Regions from separate parts of the Mus musculus genome. Here regions 2, 3, 4 and 5 are each linked to region 1. A link is a contact called in public HiChIP or PLAC-seq and promoter capture Hi-C data. All regions are on one chromosome and are shown on one strand. The core of a region is the stretch at or near the end of the contact, and the rest is flanking DNA. Distances in the headings are between cores, read along the strand shown. Region 1 holds the start of Sdr9c7 (4short chain dehydrogenase/reductase family 9C, member 7). Region 2 holds the start of Gpr182 (G protein-coupled receptor 182). Region 3 holds the start of Nemp1 (nuclear envelope integral membrane protein 1). Region 4 holds the start of Myo1a (myosin IA). Region 5 holds the start of Ptges3 (prostaglandin E synthase 3).

The links. HiChIP or PLAC-seq counts read pairs in DNA pulled down with a chosen protein or histone mark. Capture Hi-C pulls out chosen DNA fragments and counts their contacts.
Region 2: a contact with region 1 is called in a promoter capture Hi-C map of pancreatic islet. The contact joins the promoter of Gpr182 here to the promoter of Sdr9c7 in region 1. A contact is called at or near these places in 19 of 39 promoter capture datasets (the C10 cell line, the HPC-7 cell line, the SN4741 cell line and 10 more), 1 of 15 datasets of contacts at CTCF or cohesin (embryonic stem cells), 7 of 484 Hi-C or Micro-C datasets (Sertoli cells, bone marrow-derived macrophages, embryonic fibroblasts and 3 more), 22 of 115 datasets of contacts at active chromatin or transcription factors (bone marrow-derived macrophages, cardiomyocytes, craniofacial prominence and 11 more) and 4 of 9 other capture datasets (adipose tissue, embryonic stem cells, liver and 1 more).
Region 3: an H3K4me3 HiChIP or PLAC-seq map of embryonic stem cells shows a contact between it and region 1, with 34 read pairs. The contact joins the promoter of Nemp1 here to the promoter of Sdr9c7 in region 1. A contact is called at or near these places in 10 of 39 promoter capture datasets (3T3-L1-derived adipocytes, the HPC-7 cell line, cranial neural crest and 6 more), 1 of 484 Hi-C or Micro-C datasets (embryonic stem cells), 11 of 115 datasets of contacts at active chromatin or transcription factors (embryonic stem cells, hepatocytes, intestinal crypt epithelium and 3 more) and 3 of 9 other capture datasets (adipose tissue, liver and pancreatic islet).
Region 4: a promoter capture Hi-C map of adipose tissue shows a contact between it and region 1. The contact joins the promoter of Myo1a here to the promoter of Sdr9c7 in region 1. A contact is called at or near these places in 13 of 39 promoter capture datasets (the C10 cell line, the HPC-7 cell line, cranial neural crest and 8 more), 1 of 484 Hi-C or Micro-C datasets (embryonic stem cells), 6 of 115 datasets of contacts at active chromatin or transcription factors (embryonic stem cells, intestinal villus epithelium and trophoblast stem cells) and 3 of 9 other capture datasets (adipose tissue, liver and pancreatic islet).
Region 5: an H3K27ac HiChIP or PLAC-seq map of embryonic stem cells shows a contact between it and region 1, with 6 read pairs. The contact joins the promoter of Ptges3 here to the promoter of Sdr9c7 in region 1. A contact is called at or near these places in 2 of 39 promoter capture datasets (both in liver) and 1 of 115 datasets of contacts at active chromatin or transcription factors (embryonic stem cells).

The regions. Positions count from the first base shown.
Region 1 is chr10:127,896,406-127,899,841 of GRCm38.p6, reverse strand. It overlaps Sdr9c7 (4short chain dehydrogenase/reductase family 9C, member 7), which reads right to left and starts at 1,307. Exons shown (of 4, transcript NM_027301.3): 1 at 897-1,307. The coding sequence starts at 1,197.
Region 2 is chr10:127,749,822-127,753,291 of GRCm38.p6, reverse strand. Gpr182 (G protein-coupled receptor 182) reads left to right here and starts at 1,494. Exons shown (of 2, transcript NM_007412.2): 1 at 1,494-1,692; 2 at 2,196-3,470. The coding sequence starts at 2,212. The coding sequence ends at 3,408.
Region 3 is chr10:127,675,468-127,678,819 of GRCm38.p6, reverse strand. Nemp1 (nuclear envelope integral membrane protein 1) reads right to left here and starts at 1,755. Exons shown (of 9, transcript NM_001113211.1): 1 at 1,593-1,755. The coding sequence starts at 1,722. It overlaps Gm16230 (a long non-coding RNA gene), which reads left to right and starts at 2,061. Exons shown (of 4, transcript XR_872178.1): 1 at 2,061-2,149.
Region 4 is chr10:127,703,630-127,706,916 of GRCm38.p6, reverse strand. It overlaps Myo1a (myosin IA), which reads right to left and starts at 1,661. Exons shown (of 27, transcript NM_001081219.2): 1 at 1,548-1,661; 2 at 1,336-1,451; 3 at 999-1,093; 4 at 1-97. The coding sequence starts at 1,661.
Region 5 is chr10:128,057,134-128,060,641 of GRCm38.p6, reverse strand. Ptges3 (prostaglandin E synthase 3) reads right to left here and starts at 1,660. Exons shown (of 8, transcript NM_019766.4): 1 at 1,356-1,660. The coding sequence starts at 1,357.

The DNA of each region.
Region 1 (3,436 bases), core at 58-2,557:
TCAGCAGAAAGTCCTGAGGCACAAGCCTGAAGACCTGCGTTCCATCCCCAGGGCTCACATGGTGGGAATTGAGAAATGACTTCCAAAAGTTATCCTCTGGCTCACTCATACGCACATTTTTCATACTGTCTTTTCTTTTTCTGTGACTCCAGATCCACAGAGCCAATGCTTTCTTCTGACCTCCTCATGCATGGTACACACACACACACACACACACACACACACACACACACACATCAATCATAACAATAACTTTTTTTAAAAAAAGTAAAATGTTAAAGAGAAAATCAGTGAAGAGCTAGAGTTGTTGGCCTGACCTGGGCAGAGGTCTGGCTTTGACTTTTTAGGAGCCATTACTTCTCCCAGTTTTTGTACTCATAAGTAAGCAATCTAGTGTCTACAGCCTGCATGCAAGTCCCCAGACATTCTTGGTATAGTCCCCAGCACAGGCTCCTTTCCCGGTGGGAACAAGCTCCTGCCAAAGGCAACAACATCTATGGGATATGTGTGTATGTGACGTACAGAAGAGACCTGCCTGTCACACCCATAGATTTCCACCTTTTGCATCTATATGATTATCCCTAGCCTGAGCTGGCCAAGAAATATGGAGCCAATAGTGGGACTCCTGAAGTCTCTAAAACACTTTAGAGGTTTGGGTATTCAGAACTTTCAAGTTGTTGCCTTAGATGGAGGAAATTTCCTCAGGGTGTTTCTTCGTCGTCAGCTGGCCAAACCAGATTCTACTGGACTAGAGCCTTCCAGCCTGTTCCTATTTCATCTTCCCATCCCCATTTGGACATCAGGGTCTCACACACACACACACACACACACACACACACACACACACACACACACAGAGAGAGAGAGAGAGAAGAATATCCAAGAATACACCCCACCTTGCTCGCCCACTTGGTCCCTCACCCACTGGGCTGCTTCCTTGACGTTCTCCGACTTGGTGACATCTAGGAGGAAGGTCTGCAGCTGGTGGGAGGTGTCCTGCAGGAGTTTCTGAGCCCCCTCCTCAGTGAGGCAGGCAGCAAGCACTTTCATGCCCCTATCAACCAGTTGTTTGGCCAACAGGTTCCCAAAGCCGGAGTCACAGCCAGTGATGAAGACATACTTCTCAGAGAGGTTTTTAACCAGATTGCAATTTTTGAACCAGCGGTACATAAAAGCAAAGTCTGTGAGGGCCGCCATGGGAGCTGATGTCTGAGGATGGACCCAGGAGATGGTAGGATAGGCTGATCCTCAGAGCCCAGCAGGCAGCCCACAGGAACCCACAGGAAAGGAGAGCTTCTGAGACTTGCAACAGATACGGGCATCTGGGTGAGCCACTCTGTAATTTTATAGGTGGCTGCATTGCCACAGCAATTAGCTCAGATGCAAGAAATTCAAGTCCAACCTGCAGTGTGTCACTCTGACAAAGCCACTGCCCTGGCCTCTCCATCTCTCCTCTAGACCTTTCAGGAGAGGGATCCAAAAATGGGGATATTCATAGTCATGGGAACTCAAGTGCATTCTGGGAAGGGGCACGGGAGGCAAAGAAGGGCTTAGATCTGATCTGAGCTCTCTTTAAGAAAATCCTATCCCAGTTTTACCTTCTGCCTAGGGATCAAAAACCCTCTTCCGTGCATTTAAGCTTGTCAACAAATTTAATTTTTATTACCTGAAAAAAAAAAGATGAAATCATTAATACAAAGCGAACAAAAGCTGAATTTCGAGGACTGAATTCCAGTAGGAATGAATACCAGCTCATCAGCCCTTAGAGAGCTTTAATTAATGTATTTTCTTTAGTTTAGTTGTTGAGACAGTATCCCTAACAGCCCTGGCTGGCTTGGCCTGAACTTGCCAAGGTGACTTAAAATGGGTGACAGTCCTCTGCCTCTACCAGGCACTGGGATTTCAGGCAGGTGCCACCATGACCGACTTCTCTGGAGATGGTGAGTTTCCATCATGACAAATGATAAAAAATACAGGGTTTTTCCAGGCTGGGTGTGACTCCACAGTGCTGACTCCAGAGTCTCTCTAGAGGAGGCTGGAGGTATGAGTTTCAACTTCTAAAAAGTAGAGAGCCTCAAACAGCTGGGTGTGGTTCTGCACATTTGTTTCAGCAGTTGCGAGGTAGAAATGGGAGGATCTGGAGTTCAAAGGTCATCCTCTGCTACATATCTAGCTAGAGGCCAATCTGGGATACAAGAGATCCTGCCTCAAACAAACAAAACACCCAAAACCAACCGGAACCTTGGTGGTTGTTGGGCGGGTGATATTCAAGTTAGCAGCAAGAAATCTCCATATTGGAAACTAACCTAGTATTCCATCCATCCTATGGGCTGGTGACCTGGCCATTGTAGGAGCCCAGTCCTGAGGGCTCATCAGCTCCCTCAGGAAAGGGATCTTGGGGAAGGTTCCTTTCCTTGTATCCCCAGCACCAGGCATATTTTAGGTAGTTTGATGAGCTGGAGAGACTGAAGGCAAGAAATGCGACAGAGCAAGGGAGGGACTAACACAGCATGCGACACTGTGGCTAGCTGGATGTGCAAGAGGAGAGGGGAGAAGAAGTCAAAATGATTAGAAGGTATGGGGTCAAGGACAGATGGAACAGCAGACGACGGCAAGAGAAGCCAGGAACTAAGACACAGCATTGAGGGGAGTTAGGGAATGGATAGCTCTGATCTGAGGTTCTCTGAGACTGACAGGCAGCCAGACCAGATGACGTTGGACAATTAACTCATTGAAACTGTGGGAAGAGCTTGGGCAGAGTCCTGGGTCCAAGGGAGATGATTTGTAGGGAGAGTGAGGCCAAGGCTTGGAAAGTATCAGGGGCAGCAATTACAGAGAATGATTACAGAGAGTGAGTAGAGACCTTGCAGAAAGTCAGGGCAGATGCTGCTGAAGCAAACGGAAGAAGGAAATCAGTTGGTGTGAGTCTTGAGGGGGCCACACCCAGCATTGTGTAAATTGCAGGGATCTGGTAATGCTGGGAGCTTTCTTGGGTCGACATCCAGGGCCATCAGGATGAGAAAGGTCACTAGCTAACCTCGACTTGTTTAGAGGGTCTGATACAGAAATCGGGTGCAAAAGTTCTCTAAAGAGGGGGAGCAACAGGTGCGTCTTTGTGCCCTACTATTTACCAATGAAGGCAGGTATCACATCGGAGAAGTGACTATGGCCACATGGTACCCGAGAGACCTAAACACCCATGTTTTGTGGACACAAGCAAAGCCAGAAGGATGGATGGTGGTAATGATGAAGATGACAAGGGGGGGCTCTGGATAGAACTCTGGACAGAGATCTCTTTCTCTTCCCACTGTGTGCAGCTCAGTCACAAATGCCAGAGATCCCTTGGCCCCTAGGCTGACCCAGTCCCCGGCATCCTGAAAGGTCCCCACACTGCTCCCTTTTTGTAGAAGCCAGACTCCATTACAGCCAGCATGAA
Region 2 (3,470 bases), core at 245-2,744, 150 kb after region 1:
CTTTTGCTGACATCATGACCACAAGCAACTTAGGGAGGAAAAGGTTTCTTTGGCTTATGTTTCTCTAGTTCATCACTGAAGGAAGTCAGGACAGGAACTCAAACAGGGCTGGAACCTGGAGGCAGGAGCTGGTGCAGAGCAGAGGCTATGGAGGGGCGCTGCTTCCTGGCTTGTTCATCAGGACTTGCTCAGCCTGCTTTCTTATAGAACTCAGGACCACCAGCCTGGGGATGGCACCACCCACCCACCATGGGCTGAGTCCTTCCCCACTGGTCACTAATTCAGAAAATGTCTTAGAACCAGATCTTATGGAGGCATTTTCTCTGTTGAGGCTAGTTTGCGTCAGCTAGCCTGCACAACATGTGCTGAAATGCCATTGAGCTGTTCAGAGAATTTGGGGGCTGGAGAGATGGCTAAGCATCTAGGAACATTTGCTGCTCTTTCAGAGGACCTGAATTTGGTTTCCAATACCCGTATGGAGTGACTCACAACTGCCTGTAACTCTGGCTCCAGGGATCTAACACCCTCTTCTGGACTCTTAGCATACACAAGGCATACACAACACACACTTACACATTCATACACACACAAAAAACAAACAAACAAGCAAACAAACAAATAGGAAATCTTTAAAATGGCTAATATTGTTATGAGGATCTCAGTCATATCTTTAATCCCTTGCAGTTGGCACACCCTTGTCTGTACATCCTACCAAATGCAGATTCAGGTCCAGACGGTCAGCCGTGTGCCATGTGCCTGGTGTAAAACAGCCGAACTCTGGGCCCCAACATGTTGAGAAGCTCCCCACATCAGCAGACCTTTGATTCCAAAATGGAAGTTCTGGGGGTGGGGGTGGGGCAGGGGGTTGTAACCATGAAAGGGGACACATTGAAGCCCGGAGTGACTGCAGTGTGGTTTTGTCCTTGTCACTGCAGACACACACGGGAGAGAGACTCTAAGCCATCAAGAGAAATGAAAGCATGCATTTCTGTATTCATATAAGAAATTGGCCCCGGGGGCTGGAGAGACAGTTAAGAGCACTTGTTGCTCTTGCGGAGGACCTGGGTTTGGTTCCCAGCTCCCACGTGATGGCTCACAACCATCCACAGCTACAGTTGCAAGAGATCAGACTTCCTCTGACTTCCTCGGTGACCAGGCACAAATGTGTTACTTGTATGTACATGTGGGCAAAATAAACTCACACACATAAAATAAACTTTAAAAAAATAAAAACAAAGAAAAAAGAAATTTGCCATGAGATCTTGTTTTATTTGTTGTTGTTGTTGTTGTTGTTGGGTTTTTTGGTTTTTTGTTTGTTTTGTTTTTGTTTTTTTGGTTGCCCCATTTTGCAGAGGTGAGAAGAACCGAGACTTAAGGAGGCTAATCTGTACGGCTACTGAGTCTGGGTTTCAATGCTCGCAGCTTGGCCATCTCCCCACTCCCACCCCTGACACATACACACACTGTCAGTCTCTCGGATGTCCGTCCCCTTTGACTGGATTGGGAGGATACAGGAAAAACCCCAGCCCTCTCCCACAGAGCCTCAGCAAGTGACAGCTACTTCCTGCAGGCAAGCAGAGCTGCCTGGAGCCAGCAGCAGCGCCTGCTCCGCAAAGCTGCCTCTGCAGCCTCCTGGCACTAACAGCCCCATCCACAGGCTCCCCGGGACAGGTGCTCCCAAGAGAAATCCAGGTGAGTGCTGAACTCTCCCTGGGAAGATGACAGTCAGGGACTGGAGACAAATGGCTTTCCCATGGGATCCAAAGATTTTCCCAGGGGCAGCTCAGAGGTGTGAGGGGTGGGTGGGTGTCTGTCTGTGTGTCTGTGTATCCCAAACCTATGACCAAATAGCAAGGCAGAACAGGAACCCCTAATGGAGATTGCACTAAATTAGTAAAATCTCAAGAGGGAATCAGAATTAGAGACCACTGGGGATGCTAGTAAGCTGGAATTGCTGGGAAGAAACCTTGTTGGGTACAAGTAACACCAATTTTCCTACAAAATGTCTGTTCTTGGGTCAAACTAACGCAGACATAATCTGAGTCCTAAACATGCTTTTCTCACCTTCCCTCAGCCAGAGAGTTCCCCCAGGCCCCTGAGGCCTTTTAGTTGGAGGTATGGGGGCAGACAGAGGCTGCCTTCTCAGGGACTCTCTCTCTCTTTCTTCTTTTCCAACCCTCTCTTCTGTCCAACAGACCCAAGTTGGCCCTCATGTCAGTCATACCCAGCCCCAGGCCCGTCTCCACCTTGGAACCGGACAATGATTTTAGAGACATCCACAACTGGACAGAGCTGCTCCACCTCTTCAACCAGACCTTTACCGATTGCCACATAGAATTCAACGAGAACACCAAACACGTGGTCCTCTTCGTCTTCTACCTGGCCATCTTCGTGGTAGGCTTAGTAGAGAACGTCCTGGTGATATGTGTCAACTGCCGCCGTTCAGGCCGGGTGGGGATGCTGAACCTGTACATCCTCAACATGGCCATCGCAGACCTGGGCATCATCCTGTCTCTGCCTGTTTGGATGCTGGAGGTCATGCTGGAGTACACTTGGCTCTGGGGCAGCTTCTCCTGTCGCTTCATTCATTATTTCTACCTTGTCAACATGTACAGCAGCATCTTCTTCCTGACGTGCCTCAGCATTGACCGCTACGTCACCCTCACCAACACCTCTCCCTCCTGGCAGCGCCACCAGCACCGAATACGGAGGGCCGTGTGCGCAGGCGTCTGGGTCCTCTCCGCCATTATCCCACTGCCGGAGGTGGTGCACATCCAGCTGTTGGATGGCTCCGAGCCCATGTGCCTCTTCCTAGCACCTTTTGAAACGTACAGCGCCTGGGCCCTGGCAGTGGCCCTGTCGGCCACCATCCTGGGCTTCCTACTGCCTTTTCTTCTCATCGCAGTGTTCAATATCCTGACAGCCTGCCGGCTTCGGAGGCAAAGGCAGACGGAGAGCAGGCGCCACTGCCTGTTGATGTGGGCTTACATAGTTGTCTTTGCCATCTGCTGGCTGCCCTACCAAGTGACTATGCTGCTGCTCACTCTGCACGGGACCCACATCTTCCTCCACTGTCACCTGGTTAACCTTCTCTACTTCTTCTACGAAATCATCGACTGCTTTTCCATGCTGCACTGTGTGGCCAACCCCATCCTCTACAACTTTCTCAGCCCGAGCTTCCGGGGCCGACTGCTGAGCCTTGTGGTCCGTTACCTTCCCAAGGAGCAGGCCAGGGCAGCAGGTGGTCGAGCCTCCTCTTCTTCTTCCACCCAGCACTCCATCATCATTACCAAAGAGGGCAGCCTGCCCGCTGCAGCGGATCTCCACACCCACCCCATCCGAAACGTTCAGGCGTCCTCTCCGCCTCCAAACACCTCACCTACACTCTGCAATTCTGTAGCCAGCTAAGGTAGACTCTAGCTTCCTCCACCAACAAGAAAGTTCAGAGGGGGATGCGAGAGGTCTGTGGG
Region 3 (3,352 bases), core at 506-3,005, 220 kb after region 1:
GCAAGCAGAAAAGTGTGCTTTAGGTTACTTTTGTTGTTGTTGGTTGGTTGGTTTTTCCAGACAGGGTTTCTCTGTGTAGCCCTGGCTGTCCTGGAACTCACTCTGTAATCCAGGCTGGCCTTGAACTCAGAGATTTGTCTGCCTCTGCCTCCCAAGTGCTGGGATTAAAGGCGTGCACGATCACGCCCGGCACTTTTTTTTTTTAAGTTATTTTATTATTTGCTTATTTGTTTCCAGGTGTAGGTAGCTCCGGTTGTCCTGGAACTCACTACGTAGACCAACCAGGCTATCTTCGAACTGGAGAGATCTGTCTCCCTTGGCCTCCCAAGTGCTGGGAGTAAAGTTCTGAGCCACTATGCCTGGCTTTTTGCTTTCCGTTTCAATCCCCAGTGTCCTGTAAAGGAAATCTCAAAGGAACTGCTGACTGTGCTTAGTATCTCCTTATGTCCTCACACCCCGAGGCCCCATTTTGACAGTTTATTCAGGTGACAGTCCTTCCAAATCCTGTTCTAGGCTTTTAGGCCCTGATCCGGAAAAGAATCTTTCCTGGACATATACTCTCTTCCCAAAAGAAGTCTCCAGTCCCTCTTGAACAATATATTTATGGGTGTTGATCTTAAAGCCACAAGTGAGAGCAAGTGACAGGCAGGCAGGAACGGAAGGGGGCAGTATGAGAGTGGATGTGTGCTTACACGCCTTGGCTGTCTTTATTCTCTGGAGTTGCTACTCCCTCCAGTGGATGTTGGCAAACATCACTTATTTTCCCGGCCACTATTTAACAAGGGAGGGAAAACACGATTTCTTATCAACTTTTAATTTTTTTTTTTTCTGGTCGGGATCACAAAATAAGTTTCTTACCTAGTCCGGAGTTGACTGTCCAGCAGAAAGTACAAAATGAATGTGCTTGAAAGAATGAATAAACTTAGGAACTACGTCCCGCTTAAGCGGATGGCCTCTTATCTTTCCTGGGCAACTGGAGTATAATGACTCCAGGTGTGTTCTCCGGAGCTATTTGGGAGGAGGATCTTAACAGGAGGCCAGTGGTGGCACACACCTTTAATCCCAGCACACAGGAGGCAGAGGCAGGTGGGTCTCTCAACTCCAGGCCGGCCCGGTCTAAGGTGTGAGTTCCAGAACAGCCAGGGGCTACCCTGAGAGACCCTGTCTTGAAAAACATTCAGGTGAACTCTATTCCACTGTACCGAGACAGATCCATCCCTGGGGTGTTTTTAGTAAACTGAATGAGTGGGGCGTTTGCTTTCTCCTGACCTATTTCAGGGCGAAACCCAGAAATCCGTTTTAACTCAGAAATTCAAGAGACCTAGCAGCACCTCGGAGCCCCTCCGTGGTTTCCCCCCTAAAGGGTGTCAACCAGCCCAGGCCTCCCTTCCTGGGGAAGGCTCAGGCCTCCGCCCGACCCGAGCTGTCCGGAGGGCGGCCCGGGACCCGTCAGTGCGGACCGTCCCTGGAGCGTCTCACTCAGCGTCCCGAGCTGCTCCGAGTAACGGGCCGCACCCTCGGGATAAGAAACCACTTTTCCACATTTAACGCCCTCGCGCCCGACCCCTGGGCAGCCGCTGCCCGGGTGGTACCTGAGCCGCAGACCACGCAGCCGGCGACGACCAAGAGCAGCCATGTGGCGCCGCCGCCGCCCCCGGCCCCCCAGCACCGGGGCCCTGGACCAACCGCCGACCACACCGACACTTTGATTCCTCCCGCCATGGATGCCTCACACCGCCTCCTCCTCGCGTGCCCCTCCTCAGCAACTGTCTCCGAACGGGCAGCGCCGGCAGCCAATCGGCTGCGAGACCCGCCCCCACCCCCACCCGTGGAGCAGGCGGGGCCTCGCGCGCTCCGCCCTCCCGCGCCCCTAGGAGCCACACCTCCTAGCAACGCCAATCCTGGCAGTGACGACAGGAAGAGCCCGCCCTTTCCCCGCAATCTGCTTCCGTCCGCGGTTTATTTACAAATGAGATTGATGGAAAGCTTACCCAATAGGAAATCAGAATGAGAGGAGGCCTCCTGGACTGCGTGTTTCCATCGAAACGTCTCTTCTAGTTTTTCTTTCCTTTCTTCCTCGGCCCTTTTATGACATGCTAGCCAGTGGCAACTCTTCACGAGTAAGGTTCTCCCGTGACCGTTTTTTAAGGTAAAATGATTGCCAGCCTGTCTCCAAAGTTCTGAAATATTTCAGCAATAAGTACAGGATTATTGTGCGTTGTCAAGGTTTTGCAGGCATAAACAACGTTTGAAAATGTAGAGATAGAGCTGAGATAGAAACTCTGACTTCGATCCCCAGCACTGCAAGAAAAAAACAAACAGAAAACAAAACACCAAAAAAAAGTATTAATTTGGCTTCGGTTTCCTTTTTTGACTGAAGATGTAGCTAAACTGTGCACAAGGCCCTCGTTTCAATCACCAACGCCACAGGAATAAACTACAAGTCCCGAGCATTTCTGGTTTTGAAACGAAACAAGTGATAATTAAGACAGCTTATCCTCTCCATTTGGGAAAAAAAAAAAAAAAAGCCAAGGCTAAGAGAGAGAGAAAAAACACAAAGTAGGTTCTGAGCTCAAATCTAAGTTCTTTCTGTGGCTTAGGTGCCTCCCAGTACTTGCAGTCCAGGCACTGTGTGTGTAGCACTTACAGAAATTGAAAATTGAAGCACCTTTTTTTTTTTTTTTTTTTTTTTTTTTTGGTTTTTTGAGACAGGGTTTCTCTGTGTATCCCTGACTGTCCTGGAACTCACTCTGTAGACCATGGCCTTGAACCCATAAATCTGCCTGCCTCTGCCTCCCAAGTGCTGGGATTAAAGGCGTGCTTGTAATCCCATCACTTGGGAAGTTGAGAATGAAGGCTTGCTGAGAATTGAAGAGTAGCCAGGATTATAGAGTTTGAACCGTGAGAACCTGTATGTGTGTGTATATACATACATATATATACACACACACACACACATATATATACATATACATATATATATACACATACATACACACACACATATATATACACACACTTGTGTGTAGACACATGTATACATGTATATGCACATTTATACACACATATAGATGGCTTATTGCGATGGCTCGGTTGTGTAAACCTAGAACTCATATGACAGGAGAAAACCAACTTCTGCTCCCACAGGACCTCCATACTGACTCTGTGGCACACAATACCCCCCACACAATTAATGGATCGATTGATAAAAAAAAAAAAAAAAAAAAAAAAAAACTTTTAATGTCAAGGTTAACAGGAGGCGTGTTGGTCCATATCTGTTAACTCCAGCATTCAAAACACTCAGGTCAGAGGATCACAAATAAGATTAGCTTGCACTACACATCTAAAACCA
Region 4 (3,287 bases), core at 412-2,911, 190 kb after region 1:
ACTGGGTTTGACTGAAGCAGCTGCTCCTTCACAGAGTTCACCTGCTCTCCTTTCCCACAGACAGCAGCCACGTAGGACATCACTAGCTTACTCGCCTCTGTGCAGGAGAAACTCTGAGTGAGTCAGGACACTCCCCCTCCCCCTCCCCCTCCCACCGTTAACTATCAGAGTCCTTGACCAGGACACAACCGCTTCTACCTCCTTAACTATCACAGAGTCCCCAGCCAGGGCACGCTCACTCCCATCCCATTTAGCTCTGACACCACATCACTAACAGTAAGAAAAACAGGGACTGGGCTGGAGTGGTTAAGAACACTTGCTGCTCTGTGTGTGTGCACGCAAATGTATGTGTGTGAGTGTGCGTGTGCGTGTGCACTTGGTTTTTGGAGATGTTGTCTCTGGGTAGCCCTGGCTGTCCTGGGACTTGCTCTGTAGACCAGCCTGGCCTCAAACTCAGAGATCCTCCTGCTGCTGCCTCCTGAGTGCTGGGACTGAGGGCATGCACAAATAGAGTGCTGGGACTGAGGGCATGCACAAATAGAGTGCTGGGACTGAGGGCATGCACAAATAGAGTGCTGGGACTGAGGGCATGCACAAATAGAGTGCTGGGACTGAGGGCATGCACAAATAGAGTGCTGGGACTGAGGGCATGCACAAATACTGCCATGTGTTACTTGAGGCTCTTGTAGAAGACCTAGGTTCAGTTCCCAGCACCCACATTGGGTGGCTCAAAACCACCTGCAACTCCAGTTCCAGAGGATCTGACAGCCTCTTTTGCCTTCTGCAGGTACCCGCATGTCTGTGGTGCAAATATATACACACACTCAGTCATATACATATAGACAGAAAAAATGTAAAAATCCTAAAAAAGAAAATAAGGAAGAAAAACCAGAGAGGAAGTAATGGGGACAGAGGACAGGGACAGGCCTGGCTTGGAGAGATAAGGAGGTGACTCCAGACACCATCTCTGGTCTCTCCCAAGCCTTGAGCCTCCTCACCAGTCTTGCCAGCTCCACTCTCGCCTGTGATGAGGATACACTGGTCCCGGTCCCGATCCTTCAGTGACTGGTAGGCCACATTTGCCAAAGCATAGCTTGTGGGAAGGAAGTGGTCAGTGGTCAATGTGAGGCCAGCCCAAGGGCATCATCTTCCAATCCTTAGCGCTGGGTTCATCCACCCTCCCCGTGTGATCCAGATCAGACAAGAACTGAGTCTAGGAAGGATTCTCAGGGGAAGAGGGATGCTGGAGGAGCTCCTTTGGGGAAAGACCGGGGAGGGGGAGAGGAGGATGCTTCATGGACATTTGTCAGCCCTCCTCTGGTTCCCTTTACTCACATGTGAGGCTTCAGCTCATAGAAAGTATAGTCCCGGTATTTGGCAATGAACTCTGGTCCATAGATGGGAAGCTGCTCGTAGGGGTTCATTGAGATCACCACATTCCCAATGTATGTCTGGGGTCAGAAGGAGGGTGAGACAGATGAGCCTGGCAGGAGGAATACTGGAACCCCCTGGGTACCCCCACAGCCTGGCTCCCATGGCAAGCTCACATAAATCTCTTTGTTTTCATAACGGAGTTGGAGGTTCTTGATCAGAGACTCCTCATCTAGGGGCTCCAGGAGGATGAGGTCTTCCACCCCCACGGGACCTTCCAGGAGAGGCATGCCAAGAGGCTAGAGGGTCCTAGGAGTGAACACTGTAAATTGCTGCTGATGGCTCAGCTTAAGAGTTAAGTCATGGTGGGAGGGCAAGGAGGCATAAGGGCCTACAGGAGAGCCCTCTGACTAGAAGGGTCTCTGGACCAACCTGGCCATCCAGGGAGGTGGAGGAACCCGGGGTAGAGGGTGAGATGGGCATCAGATAGGACTACCTCTGTCTGCCCACCTGAGGGGAAGGGGAGCAGAATTGTGCTTAAAGGAGAAAGCTGGAAGAAGGGTGAGCCAAGCTTTGTTCTGCAGCCAGGTATTCAAGGTGCTCTCCCTCCTCCCTCCTGAGGGGGGCGCTCTCTCTGGCCCCTTGCTCCAGTGCTTATATCCAACCCCTGTCTCAGTCACCTAATCCCTCTACAATTCCCATCTCCAAGAGGTCTCTCTTTCTTGCCATTACCACAGTGACTTCATTTTTAGATGTTGGATAAAGTGATGAGATCAGCAATGTAAACAAAAGGTCAGAGCTGCCCGTGGAAAATGGGAGTGGGTAGGCTTTCTCAACTGTGAGGTCTCTCATTATCTCCCCTGCTTCCGTCTTTAGTTGTAAAATCTTCACAGTTTATACCATACCTATCATCTTCTGGCATGGACTTTGCCCAAAGAGACACACCCCATTTTTTAGTAGCTGGTGGGAGTGGGGAAGGAGAGTGCTCCAGGGAGGACTCTGAGGGTTGGGGGCAGGGAGAGCTGGGCTGGGCCACATGCTGCAAGCATGTGGCAGGTGTTCCTGCAGGAAATAAAAGCTCTCCTCAAGCAGACTGAGTGGGCAGGGCAGCAGAAGTAGTACAATGGTCAGTGCCACTCCCTAGAAGGAGTACAACACATTCCCTCACTCTCTGGCTTCTCTGAACCTAGGGGAAGAACGAGAACAGCATACAGGGCAAGGAAGGCATCCAGGCTTCTTTCTCCTTCATTTTGTTTCCCCAAGCTCCAGTAACTTCCTAAATACCTAGGGCACCACATGAATACTGATGATAGCAGTCTCTAGAAAACACGCAGTGTTCATCACAGGACAGACAGAGCTCTAAACACTGTAACTTGACAGTTATAATAGCCCATGAAGTGGATAGTACTATTAGCCCATATTTCTCAGATTAAAGGCAAGTAGCCATCCGAGGTGGCTTATGCCTGTAATCACAGTATTCAGGAGGCCAAGGCAGGAGGATTGCCATAAGTTTGAGATCAACCTGGGCTGCACAATGAACCACAGACCAGCCTGAAGTACAAAGTAAGATCCAGTCTTTGTCTGTCTCTCCCACCTGCGTGTGCGAGTACACATCACATGCGTGCACACATGAGAGCACACACACACACACACATACACACACACACACAGAGTCTTTGAAGCAACCTGGCAGGGAAGGGTGTGAAGCAGAGGTAGGGTATAGGAACACAGCTTTGAGTTTGAATTGAGAGGAGTACAAGTATGATTATCTGAAGGTGAGAAAGGAAAAAAAGAAACAGATCCCAGAAGGAGCACCCCAAGGTGACAGGGCAGGGCAGGACTTACCCAACAGTAGAAACAAGGGCGTACTTCGGTGCCCCTTGGAGAATGGGGGTGGGGAGCAAGTCCCAGTCTGA
Region 5 (3,508 bases), core at 411-2,910, 160 kb before region 1:
CATCAGAATACAGGTCAGTCACACACAAGAGCTTTTTCTTAACATCTCAAAGGTAAAATTTAAATCCATGCTGGTGAGATGGCTAAGCAAGTGAAGGCTCTCCGTTTCTCTACCTGACAACTTAAATTGTTTCCCCACAGACTGTCCTCTTACCTCCAGGAACACGAGGGGGTGGGGGGAGGGCACACACATGAATAAAATTACTATAATGAAACACTAAAATGTAAAACCTGCTACATATCTTTGTTTTTATGGGGGACTCCTCCAAATTTCTTTACACATTTTCTAGTACTACATGGTCTTCTTCTAGGACCTGTTTCTCAGCCACTAATTGGCTCTAGGACATCGTCTATCAATTTAGATTTTTAGCCATTCAAGCAAGCAGTTAAAACTTAAACTTGTACAATCGTTAAACTTTTTTTTTCAACTACAATCCGTAACTTTTAGTGCTGTGCATAGCAGCCACCCACACCACCCTCAAGTACTGTAATTCAATTCTCTCATATTTGAAAGTTGTCCAGGCTAGAAAAATAAGGGCAAAAATTCTTAGATTAAAAGAATCTGTAACCTCCATATAAACAAATTAAGACCTTCAGGCAAGTGAGATGGTCATTTTATACCTGTTTCACCTCCGCATACAAAGAGCATGACGAAATGCCACCCAAAGTTTATTGAGGTACAGAGAAGAAAAGAGTCCACAAGTATCTTGTGACTAGACACGTGCAGAACTACCTGCTCCATAGTAACTATTACTCGCTGCCAAGGAGGTGACCGCATTTGCTAGCGTTCACCATTTTCAAGAGACCCGAGATGTGGGAACGGGAAGTTTCGTTGTGGTGACGGCATGGCCCCCTCTAGTTGCCTAGCAGTGCCTGCCGCCGAGGGCCGCGTGGTGCCCTACCGGTAGCACCGGCTTACGGCGGCACCCACAAATGCTCTCAGCCCGGTCCTGCCGGGTCCGGGCATCAGCACCGAGCGGCAGGACTCCACGGCTCCCGGCGCCCTCATGGCGGAAAGCTCACACACGAGTTTAGGGCCTAAGGCTAAGTTCCCAGAGTTCCGAGAGAGCCAGGCTGTCTAGGGAAGAAAAGTGGGATTTCTGGCACGAGGAATCCGGGGGTCGATCTGGAGGTGGGGAAACGGACATCTGGAGGAAAAATGTCCTCCAACGGTAACAGGAACAAGGATGCAGGCCCTCCCACCCCACGGCAGGGCTGCCACCAGCGCGGGCGGGGAGAAAGGCGAAGGGCCGAGGGTGGGGGGAGGGCGAGGGGCCGTTTCCCGGCAGCCGGGGCTCCCGGCGCGGCCTCGCTCCGCTCCGGGACGACCTTCCGTCGGCGGGATGTCGCACTCACATGGTGAACGGGGCAGAGGGCCAGACAAACGGGTGGGCGGGCCTCGCTGGCGGCGGCTGGCGAGTCGACTCCTCTCCGGCGGCGACTCCGGCGGTCTCTGCCCGGTCGCGGCCTCTCCTCGCTCCTCTTAGGCGACGGCGGCGGCGGGCTCGGCCTCGATGCCCAGAATGCACCGCGCGGAGAGCGGCTCCCTCAACCCGGGAGAGAAGGAAAGTGTAGGAAAAGGGGCGCGAGGACGGAGAAGGAGCGTGCGTGCGCGCGAGGGGTGGCGAGGCCGGGCGGCGGCTGGTGACGCAGCAAAATGCCCGGGCCGGCCGCCGCGCGTGCGCAATCGCCGTTTCCAGGCTCTGCGCGGTTTTCTAGAGATCTCTACGGAAGGGGCGGGGCCTCCCGGCTCCTTCGCGATCCTTCCCGCGCCCGCCCCTCCCCTCGACCCTCCGGCTGCCCCGTTCGCGCCTGTCTTCCCGGGCTCCGGTCTCGCGTTAGCAAGCCGTTGGCCGCCAACCGCCTGAGCACGCTCGCGGGCGATCTCCCCGAGAGACGTAGGGGCCGCCCTGGAAGGCGGTGGGACGCTGCGGCGTATACAGCAGACCCCAAGGCGATGTGTGGGGATTGTTTTGTCTTAGACAGGGGTGCCTGCCGCAAACCCAGGTTGGCCTCGAGTTCAGTCGCCCGAGTCCGGGATTGCAGTCCTGTGCCAAAGCCACCACGCCCGGCAACGCCGGTTGCATCCGTGGAAAAACGGCTTCGTCCTTAAAGCCTGGACCACTCGCTGTTTTTCTGATTGTCCGGATCCCGCCTGGGCTCCTTTAGCGGAGGAGCTGCTTTTGCCTCTTTGCCTTTAGGGGCGCGCCTCTCCCCCCTGCTTGGAGACATTGGCGCCCTGGGGGAGGCGAGGAGGGAAGTTTCTAGATTAATTCGCTGTCTCCTTGCGTGAGTTCAGATGAGGTGGTTAAGGATCTATTTGAAAATCCTTTGACTGGTTTTGTATACAATGCCCTGGGTTAAATGGGGTTAGTAGCCAAGAACAATCTCTGCTTATCAAAAACTGACGGATTAGGGCAGAGGTAGACCAATGAGCCACTATTAGGACATCAGGTTTTTAGAGTAATCCTGCTTCAGTCTCTTATGTGCTGGTATTACAGGCTTTTTTCTTTTGATATTGATGTCAGTGCAGACTAATTGGTGATGTTGGCTGTATAGTCCAGATCCAATTGCCTGATGTTAAGAACTTTACCACCTGTCAGGGAAATGAAAATTAGTCTGGTGTAGTGTCACAGGCTTGTAATCTCAGCTGAAGGAGCTGGGACAACTTGGTAGTGTGGGCAACTTCCCTGTTTCAAATTTCCATTTTTTCCCGAGGTGATGTAAGTATTCTGTCAACAATTATGTATGTGTACCGTGTGTGTGCCTGATTCCCACACAGAGGTCAAAAATAGGGCCTGAGATCCTTTGAAACTAGATCATGTGAACCATGTAGGTTCTGGGAATAGAACCTATGTCTTTAAGAGCACCCAGTGTTCTGACTGCTGAACCATTAACTCCAGTTCCCTCAAAATTCGAAAAGAGCTAGGGTTCATGGCCCATGTCTGTAATCCCAACAGTGGGTTGGCAGGTAGAAGCAGGTTGATCTCTGAGTTTGTCCAGCCTTGTATATATAAAGACACATGCCTCAAAAAATCAGACTTGCCGGGCGGTGGTGGTGCACACCTTAAATCCCAACACTCCGGAGGCAGAGGCAGGCAGATTCTGAGTTCGAGACCAGCCTGGTCTACCAAGTGAGTTCCAGGGCAGCCAGGGCTACACAGAGAAACCCTGTCTCAAAAATCAAAAAACAAAACAAACCCCCCCCCCAAATCAGACAAAAACAAAACAGACAACCCCACCCCCCAAAAAGAAACATTTTCAATTTCAATAAAGGTTAGGATGTAGCTCAGTGGTAGAGTACTTGCTTAGCATGGGTAAGCCCTGGGCTTAGACCATGACACCAGCAACTACTAACACATCCCCAAAAGAAAAAAGACCCACTGTTATAATGGAAAATTGAAAAGTGTTAGAAGCACAAAAAAAGAGGGACATGTTAACTGGAAGAAACAGAACAGGCCTTGTTAAGAAACTTTTATCAGGGATGAAGAAATAGCTCAGAATTTAGA